Regions from separate parts of the Mus musculus genome. Here region 2 is linked to region 1. Evidence: chromatin contacts called from public HiChIP or PLAC-seq data. All regions are on one chromosome and are shown on one strand. The core of a region is the stretch at or near the end of the contact, and the rest is flanking DNA. Distances in the headings are between cores, read along the strand shown. Region 1 has its middle 34 kb from the start of Gm38926. Region 2 overlaps Gm38475 (a long non-coding RNA gene).

Region 1 (4,546 bases), core at 664-3,163:
CCCAAGATACAATTTGCAAAACACATGAAACTCAAGAAGAAGGAAGACCAAAGTGTGGATACTTCGATCCATCTTAGAAGGGGGACAAAATACCCATGGAAGGAGTTACAGAGACAAAGTCTGGAGCAGAGACTGAAGGCATGACCATCCAGAGACTGCCCCACCTGGGGATCAATCCCATAAGCAACCACCAAACCCAGACACTAGGTAGATGCCAACAAGAGCCTTCTGACAGGAACCTGATATAGCTGTCACCTGTGAGGCTCTACCAGTGCCTGGCAAATACAGAAGTGGATGCTCACAGTCATCCATTGGATGGAGCACAGGTTTCCCAATGACGGAGCTAGAGAAAGTATCCAGGGAGCTGAAGGGGTTTGCAGCCCCATAGGAGGAACAACAATATGAACTAACCAGCACCCCCAGAGCTCCCTAGGACTAAACCAACCAAAGAAAAAACACGGAGGGACTTGTGGCTCTAGCTGCATATGTAGCAGAGGATGGCCTTGTTGGGGGAGGAGAAGAGGCCCATGGTCCTGTGAAGGTTCTATGCCCCAGTATAGAGGAATGCCTGAGCCAGGAAGCTGGAGTGGGTGGGTTGTGGAGCAGGGGGAGGAGGGAAGGGATAGGAGATTTTTTGGAGGGGAAACTAGGAAAGGGAATAACATTTGAAATGTAAATAAAGAAAATATCTAAGGAAGGAAGGAAGGAAGGAAAGAAAGAAAGAAAGAAAGAAAGAAAGAAAGAAAGAAAGAAAGAAAGAAAGAAAGAAAGAAAGAAAGAAAGAGAGAGAGACAAACCTCTGCTCATGTTGGATCCTCTTACCTGTTCTAGTTTTATTTCTGTTGGTGGGAAAGAAAAATCAAGGTAGGGAAAAGGGGGTTTACTTTTGTTTCTAATTCCAGGTTATAGCCCACTGTTGAGAGGAAACCATAGCAAAGGGATTAGTCACATCATATCCACAGTCTAGGCAGGGAGAAATGAACTCACAAATGCTGCTCGCTCCCTTGCACTCAACTTGATTTCTCCACTTTTACACAGGTCAGGACCCCTCATCTAGGGAATGTTGCTGCCCACAGTGGACTGGGTCTACCTATATCAGTTAAGCTAATCCCACACACACACCACAGGCTAACCGTATGTAGACAGGTCCTCACTGAGACTGCCCAAGTTATTTGGGTTGTGTATCGAAATGACAAAACTAATCACCAAATATAAAAATGTCTAACTCAGAAAATGCTAATAATTTTCCATTTTAAAAGTACTTATAAGAGGGGGCTGGAGACGTGTCTCTGGTTACAAGCATTTGCTCTTATAGAAGATCTGGGTTCAGTTCCCAACACCCACATTGCTGCTCACAAGCAGCTGTGACTCTAGTCCCAGGAGATCCAACATCCCCTGCTGGCATCTACAGGCACCAGGCATGCATTTGCTGCACATATACACATGAAGGCGTTTACACACACACACAGGAAAATAAATCTTCAAACTACCTAGAAGATGTTTGGTTTTTAAGTGAAAACTCCCATTCGGTAAAGTACAGATAGTTTCCAGATTGACGTTTCCCAATTTCAACTTCAATTCCCAATTTCTAATTTTCAGAAGACAGATCCAATATCCAAAAGTTGCTCTTAATCTTCCTCCCTTCTTCCCTCCTTCTCTCCTTCCTCCCTCCCTCCCTCCATTCCTTCCTCTCTGCCTCAGTTCTTCCCTTTTTCTTCCCCTCTCCCTGGTCCCACTTGTCTGGCCAGTTTGAGGTAAACTCTCTTTATGCCCTAACATTGTTCCTGCAAACAGACTGTGCCGTGAAGGTTGATTAGGGACTCAGGCTGTCCCTGTGGTCTGTAACTCATACTGAGCCCTTCAGACCAGGCATGTCAGGAAAGATATATTTTAACCAAGGTTTCAAATATCTAAAACTCTGACTCATAAGTTTTCCTGCCCCCTAACCCTATGTCACAGCCAATCAACTCTTCCTTCACGACATGCAGACGTTCCTGATGGCCATTTTCTTCTTTGTTGCTTTTCTTCCATTTGTAGTGTGGTATGTAATCCTTAAAGAAATGGTAATCAGACAGACATGGGAGACATAGAAGAAAGGGGCCAGAGTGAGACCGGTGATGGTCATTGTACAAGGACGCCATCCTTGCTTGGAATGCTGTAGTAGTGTTATGTTTGCCAAGGGAGGGAGGCGGCATCAGAAGGAGTCATGTGACTTACAATGCCACTGTCCTTGTAGTGGCACTATGCCAAGGGAGGCGTAGAGAACACGGGCCAAGTGTGCTGCTGTATCACTAAGCACCTGGGAACAGACTCAGAGCTCAGAATGCGGTTGACAAAGGATAATTAATTGTCAACAGCTGTTGCTGAATCTGTACCTCTAAATGAGGACAATGCAAACATGTTCGCCCAGCTCCACACCCGGGAGCAGAGACGCTCTGGGAACACTCTGGCCTGGAGATAAGGAGTTCTGAGAACATGGAAAATGTGATGACAACCATTTCTTGTTTCTTCACCGTAGGAAGAGTAGGAGGGAAGACTTGTTTCTGACCCTTTTGTTACAGAATCATTTGGTGGCCTCAGCAAAACATCTGCCATATGACCCATTCTGTCGAAGGAAAGAGAGGCAGCCCAAATCATTAGATACACAATGGGTCCACACAAGTATCAATGTTCTGGTGTGGTAGTGGAAAGAGAGGCAGCCCAAATCATTAGACACATAGTGGGTCCACACAAGTATCAGTGTTCTGGTGTGGTAGTGGAAAGAGAGGCAGCCCAAATCATTAGATACATAGTGGGTCCACACAAGCATCAGTATTCAGGTGGGATAGAACTGTGTTAACTCTTGTAATTAATTCTTATTCCCCCATCAGACTAAGCTGACAGCCTTAGAACTTTAAGAATAATTCTCAACAACTAATATAATTACTAGGAAATGTAAAAGACAGTGGAGCCAGTGTCTTGGGGATCAACCTGCAGCCCCCTTCTCGTCCCAGCATGCTCCGTTCTGTATATTCTAGTTGAACTCTGCCAGTTAGTCACTTTGGCTCACAGCAGCCAAGTGCACACATGGTGAAGATGGCGACTTAACAGCCTGAAACTCAAAGCAGAGGATGAGGGGTCTTTGTTGTCTCTATTTCATTCCCATTTTCCTTCTGCACTGCCTTCCAAACAGACTCACTATCAACAGCCAGCCATTGCCATCATCATGGGAAAAACACTTGTGAAACTTAACTTCAAAACAGTTACTGCTTCACTGAGCCTTGTGTGTGTGTAGGCCCCAGGGTAGAGGACCTTCCTCACTTGATAACTACCCTGTCCTTTGGAAGCAGGGTCTTGAGTTAAATCCAGACCTCACCAATTCAGCTAGTCTGCCTTACTGGCCTCTGGAAACCCTCCCCTGTCTACCCTCACCTAACCCCAGGTCTTGCTGACGCCCCTGACCCTGACCAAGGAGTCTTGCTAACAGAACGATATTGGCCCATCTTTGGTTTTTCCTCAGTAGTTCCACGTTCTGGGTGAAACCCATCTGGCCACCACGAGTTCCTGCCCTCTCTAGCGTCTCCACGACACATTGAGATTTTCCTTGTGGGGACGGGAGGGATCCAGCCCCGAGCTCCTCTGTCCTGCTTCTCCTTTTCTCGTCTGTTCCTTTGGGCAGACATTGGAGTATTAACTGCGCTTCGATCCCAACCAACAGCCACCCTGAACAAGTCCTACTCAAGCTTAGCGGTGGCAGTGGCTGGCGTCAGTAGTCCACGTTGTAACTGTGACTGGCGAATGGCTTATCCATCACCCTAATGGGCTATCACACTGAGAGCTCATCTATTAGCTTAGCTCATCTGCAGGGGTTAAGAGAGAGATGTTGTGCCACAGCTGCGGCTTTTAAAGTCCCCCCTCCCCATCCCCTGCATTGCAAATGCTCTCTACACACTTACTATGCTTTTAATAATTGAGAACTGGGCTCAGAAAACCTCCATCTCCAGCTGGGCCCAGGGGAACTGTAATCAAAAGAATATAATCAGATCCACAGCAGCATCTCTCAGGCACCACTGGAGACCCATAGCTCTGTTCTAGGAAAAGCGGACCATAGTGACGCAGCTGCACGGATTCCTTCATGGGCCCCGGGTGAGCTGCTAAGCTTCGGGAACCTTATTCCCTTGTCAGTTTCCTTGCTGATAAACGACAGACAAAGGAGGCAGTTGGCAATAGTTGGCGTACAGAAAGCATTTTTTTATTTTTATTTTTTTACAAATCTTTGAACTTAAGCACATTTAAAGAAAAGTTGGGTAGAGAGAGCCAGTGTCATTGGCTAAAGGGCAGAAGAGTGGCTTTATGAGCTGAGGTTCACTGTCATTGTCAACTTGACTAGATTATGAGTCACTGGGGGCACAAACCTCTGCAAAGACGATTCCAGGGAGGTTCTGTGCAGATCAAGGTTCATACACTCAGCTTATCTTGCAACTGCAGTTTCACGTGTGCCCCTTATACGAGACCTGCTTGTGGCTGTGGGCCATTGCTTACTGACTCTTCTCTCCTTACCACCTCA
Region 2 (4,546 bases), core at 1,256-3,755, 210 kb before region 1:
TCAATCATAATGCAAATCTCTGTGTTCTCTGATGGTCTTAGGTGACCCCCATGAAAGGGCTGTTCAACCCCCAAAGTGGTCACAACCCATTTAACCCTCTGACCAGCTTAAAATGGCTACCTACTTCCAAAAAGGCAACAAAGAAAATTGTATTTTAGAAACACTTTGATTAAAGGTGACAGTGTCTTCAAGTAGGGTTTGTATGTGAAAGGTGTCCTATTGGACTTGGGCCTGTCACTTACCCTATGCCCCTATCAATTCAGTGGGCTCGCTATGATCAGCAGGCCATCGATTGTGCCAGACGCTATTGAGCTGCCTTTTCTGTGCACATTTGCTTGGCGAGCTCAAGGTTTTCTTTCTTTTTTTTCCTTTTTTTTTTTTTTTGACATAGTCAGAAGGGATATATTGTTAACTATCTGAGTGAAAGTGCAATAAAAATTGTAAGTAATAAAATATATATTATAGTGTCTTAGTGTTACATGGAATTTTTCTTTTTCCTTTTTAAAATTTTTTATTGGTTATTTTGTTTATTTACATTTCAAATGTTATCACCCTTCCTGGTTTCCTCTCTAAGAATCTCCCATACCCCCCCCCACCCCCGCCTCCACGAGGGTGCTCCCCCACCCACACTCCCACTCCTGCCACACCGCCCTAGGAGTCCTCTATGCTGGGGCATTGAGCCCTCACAGGACCAAGGGCCTCCCCTCCCTTTGATGCCAGACAGGGCCATTCTCTGCTGCATATGCAGCTGGAGCCATGTACCCACCCATGTATACTCTTTGGTTGGTGGTTTAGTCCCTGAGAGTTCTCGGGGGAAGGCATCTGGTTGTTTGATATTGTTGTTCTTCCTATGGGGTTGCAAACCCCTTCAGCTCCTTCAGTCCTTCCCCTAACTCCTCCATTGGGGTCCCCCTGCTCCATCCGATGGTTGGCTACAAGCATCCGCATCTGTATCAGTAAGGCTATGGCTGAGTCTCTTAGGAGTCATCTATATCAGGCTCCTGTCAGCAAGCACGTCTTGGCATCAGCAATAGTGACTGGGTTTGGTGGCTGCAGATGGGATGGATCCCCAGGTGGGGCAGTCTCTGGATGGCCTTTCCTTCAGTCTCTGCTCCACTCTTTGTGCTCATATTTCCTTTAGACAGGAGCAATTCTGGGTTAAAATTTTGAGAAGGCTGTGTGGCCCCATCCCTCAGCTGGGGGTCTTGCCTAACTTCTGTATATGGGCTCTACAGGTTCTCTCTCCCCCGTATTGGGCGTTTCAGCTAATGTAATCCCTGTTGGGTCCTGGGAGCCTCTTGCTTTCCTAGCATCTAAGACTTTCTGTTGGCTAACTCCAGTTCCCCATCCCCCATTGCTATACACCTCTGTTCAAATTCCTGACCTTCAGTGCATCTCCCCCATCTCCTCCCATGAGCTCGAGGTTTTCATTGGTTCACAAATCACCCGAAGACTAACTTGAGGACAGAGTTGTTGACCTCCCCAAACTCCCGGTTGATCTCAGCCACAGTAGGGCTGTGTGGCCATGTTGTGACTGCTATCCCCTAATGGAGCACTGGTCAAACTCCTTTGCTCGCAATCACCAAGCTCTGGCTTGCCAGTACCATCATGGTGTTCTGAGTACATAGCATCCCTGCCCAGAAAATGGACGGACATTTCTTCATCTCTACTTTTCACTTTTACCTGAGTCCAAGCCATAGCTGTTCCTGCTGGTGCAGGCTGGTGGTCCTCGCTACTGAGGAGGCTGAGGCAGGAGGATCACTGCAAGTTCCAGGCCAGTTTGGGCAACTTCTTGAGATGCTTTCTCAAAAAGAATAAAAAGAAAGGGCTAGGTGCAGTTCAGTGGTAGATCGGGCACCTATCCCGTGTGGCATCTGTGTAACACGTGCCCATCCCGTGTAGATCATGTGCCGATCTTGTGTAGATCTATGTGCCAGAGAAACTCATTCTGTCATTCTCTACCTTGACTGTCTATTCCGTATGCGAGGCACTGACTGAGGAAGCAGGGATAAAGGGACCGTCAATTTGAGTATGTAAAGAACACAACCTGGCATGTTAGCCCTGACTCTCGTAAACCTGATTTAAAATGTGGTGGCAAGAACTCCCATTCTCGTATCTGTGGGGGTCTTGGCTGAGTGTGTGAAGAAGTAGCTAAGAAAAGTGCATACTGATTGCTACCCTGCTCCATGGTATGTTTTGGAAAAAAATCTTGGAACAAAGGAGGGGCTGAGAACAGTATCTTTCTGTTCTGAAGCTGTGGAGTCCTTAGAGAAGAGCATTAACGTCTCTGACAAAGAGGAGAAACAAATGGGCAACTAAATATATAGGTATGTAAAAAATTATGTTTTGTTATGTACATACCTATGTACAAACAGTAGCAATCTGCAGAAATATGGTCCCAGCAACCCCTGTGTGTCTGTGTGCTTTCTGTTGTAGTCATAATGTTCCACTGTGCAAACAGAACGCAGGCAGTAACCTGCATAGGAGATTACTCCCAGTTTTGGAGCTTCTGTGGTTAGTTGGCCTTTTGACTCCGAGCCTGCTATGAAACAGAGCGTCACGGAGGGGTGTGCCTTGTGGAGCAAAGCTTCCCACCCCATGGAAACTGATAAGGCTGGCTCTTCAGTATTCCCTCCCAGGGACTGTTCTCAGTGACTCAGTGTCCCTTTAGGAAGCTCTGTCCTCTGAGGTTCCACAGCCCCCAGTAGTCACAGTGGAGACCAAGCCTCTAGCATGCGGACCCGTGCTTAGAGGAAATCTTGTGTGGGAGTGTGTGCATGCTTGTGTGAATGTGTGTGTGCACGCATGAGTGTGTGCATGTGTGCATGTGTGGAGACCAGGGAGGGTGGAAGGACTTTGAGAAAGAAGTGAAGACAGAACTCTGTGCAACAGCCAAGGGGAGAATTTGGAGCCAGATGACTTGAAGGCAGATAAAGGAAACTGGCCTTGAATATGTTAATAGTAGGCACTGCTGATAATTTAATATATAAAACTATGTATTCTTGTATAATATACTGAGACACACACACAGAGATTATGTGCCAATAGTGAGTAGAAATGTCCTTCACATTCCAAAGTTGGGAACATGACATGAACCTTTCTTTACTAGCAGAATTAAGCCACTTTTATTTATAAGCTATGTGTCAAATAATTTTAAAAGACACCTATATGGAATTTACTATAAAAAAACAAGTACGTTTTTAAACTGATGAAATATGCATATCGTTTGCAGCCATACCCAGCTGTTGATTACATGATTTTTTAAAAGGCAACAATTATTTCAATATTCATCTAAAATATCCTGATTAAGTGAGAAGATAAACAAATCCGCCGTTAGAAGATGAAAGGGACGTCTGTATGTAAAATCATGAAAGAGTACGCTAGAGAATTATTCAAGTGCTTGAGGGAAAATTATGTAAATATCATTTTTCAAAAATTTAAAGGTAAAAAATTTCCAAAAGTGGTAGACTATTAAATCATAAATATGCATCACCGCGAGGCAATACTGAAGACATTACACATTTCTCCTCAGGATAAACATTCAATGAAAATAGAAAACATTTTCAAAGTACCCTGATTGCCAAGTGTTTACATCAGCCACAGCTTATCAGTCTAAAATAAACACAGATATGTAGGTAGAAAGGTAAATGAAGCGCACTTTCTCTTTCTTTTTCTTGAATACATTCCTTCAGGATCAGAAATTTCCATTATAAATGGTTCTTAAGAGGCCTGTGAAGGGTGTGCAGGAGGTCGTGAGTTCAGATCTCCCCATCACCACAGGAAAGGCAGGGGCAGTGGTATGCGCCTGTGGCCGGCCCTCAGGAGGGGTAGAGACAGACAGCTCTTTCCAGACCTTACTGACCATCCAGCCTAGCGTTATCCGTGAATGCTAGGCTCAGTCAGAGAAACTGTCTCGGAAAATAAATACATGGTGACCTATGGCCCCCACACATGTGCATATGCATGAACACGTGCACACCACTGCTTATAAAGCTGATAGGAAAGTACATTTTTCATATAATCATTTCTCTGGTTTGACCTATGGTGAATGTGGCCTTGTGGGGTCTGACTACAGGAAGGGCAGTGGTTCTAGGGTCTACCTACCCAGGCTGGGAATTTAAGATGAAAGTCAACATGACTGTCATGCATTTTAAACATGGTGCAATTGTTATCCTCATTTGCACACCAAGAAGACAGGATTCAGAGCGACTCCTGTCATGGTGGTCCTGGTGGAGGAGTTAATGAAGGACTGGGATTTACGAAGCTTCCGCTTTTACGACTCCACACAGACAGCCCGTCTAAACCAAAGCTTCACTCTAGGTGATTAATTTTATCTCAGGAAGTCAGGGGCCTGCAAAATAGCCTGCCCAAGGTTGTTCTGAAGATTAAGTGTTAGGGCAGGATTTAAATCGGAGTCTGTCTGCGTCCATGGTTGGCTGCTCTCCATGTGAGGTGTGTCAGAGTATTCTACTACATACTGGACCTTGCAAGTCCACTGGGCTCGTGGCTGCCCTGGGAGGCCTGAACCTGTGCCTCCATACCAGCC

The links. HiChIP or PLAC-seq counts read pairs in DNA pulled down with a chosen protein or histone mark.
Region 2: a FOXA1 HiChIP or PLAC-seq map of pancreatic cancer cells shows a contact between it and region 1. The contact joins two enhancer-like sites. A contact is called at or near these places in 6 of 39 promoter capture datasets (the 3T3-L1 cell line, embryonic stem cells, hippocampal neurons and 2 more), 6 of 484 Hi-C or Micro-C datasets (the N1E-115 cell line, Sertoli cells, embryonic fibroblasts and 2 more) and 2 of 115 datasets of contacts at active chromatin or transcription factors (embryonic fibroblasts and pancreatic cancer cells).

The regions. Positions count from the first base shown.
Region 1 is chr6:145,380,553-145,385,098 of GRCm38.p6, reverse strand. No RefSeq gene overlaps it. Among named protein-coding and RNA genes, the nearest start is that of Gm38926, 34 kb to the right of the region's middle. Within about 2 kb of position 1,913, at least 11 of the 459 cell types and tissues checked have an H3K27ac peak or open chromatin away from gene starts, as enhancers often do. A contact at or near this core is called in pancreatic cancer cells, where this site is marked.
Region 2 is chr6:145,594,095-145,598,640 of GRCm38.p6, reverse strand. All of the region lies in intron 1 of Gm38475 (a long non-coding RNA gene), which reads left to right. Among named protein-coding and RNA genes, the nearest start is that of Gm38475, 18 kb to the left of the region's middle. Within about 2 kb of position 2,505, at least 7 of the 459 cell types and tissues checked have an H3K27ac peak or open chromatin away from gene starts, as enhancers often do. A contact at or near this core is called in pancreatic cancer cells, where this site is marked.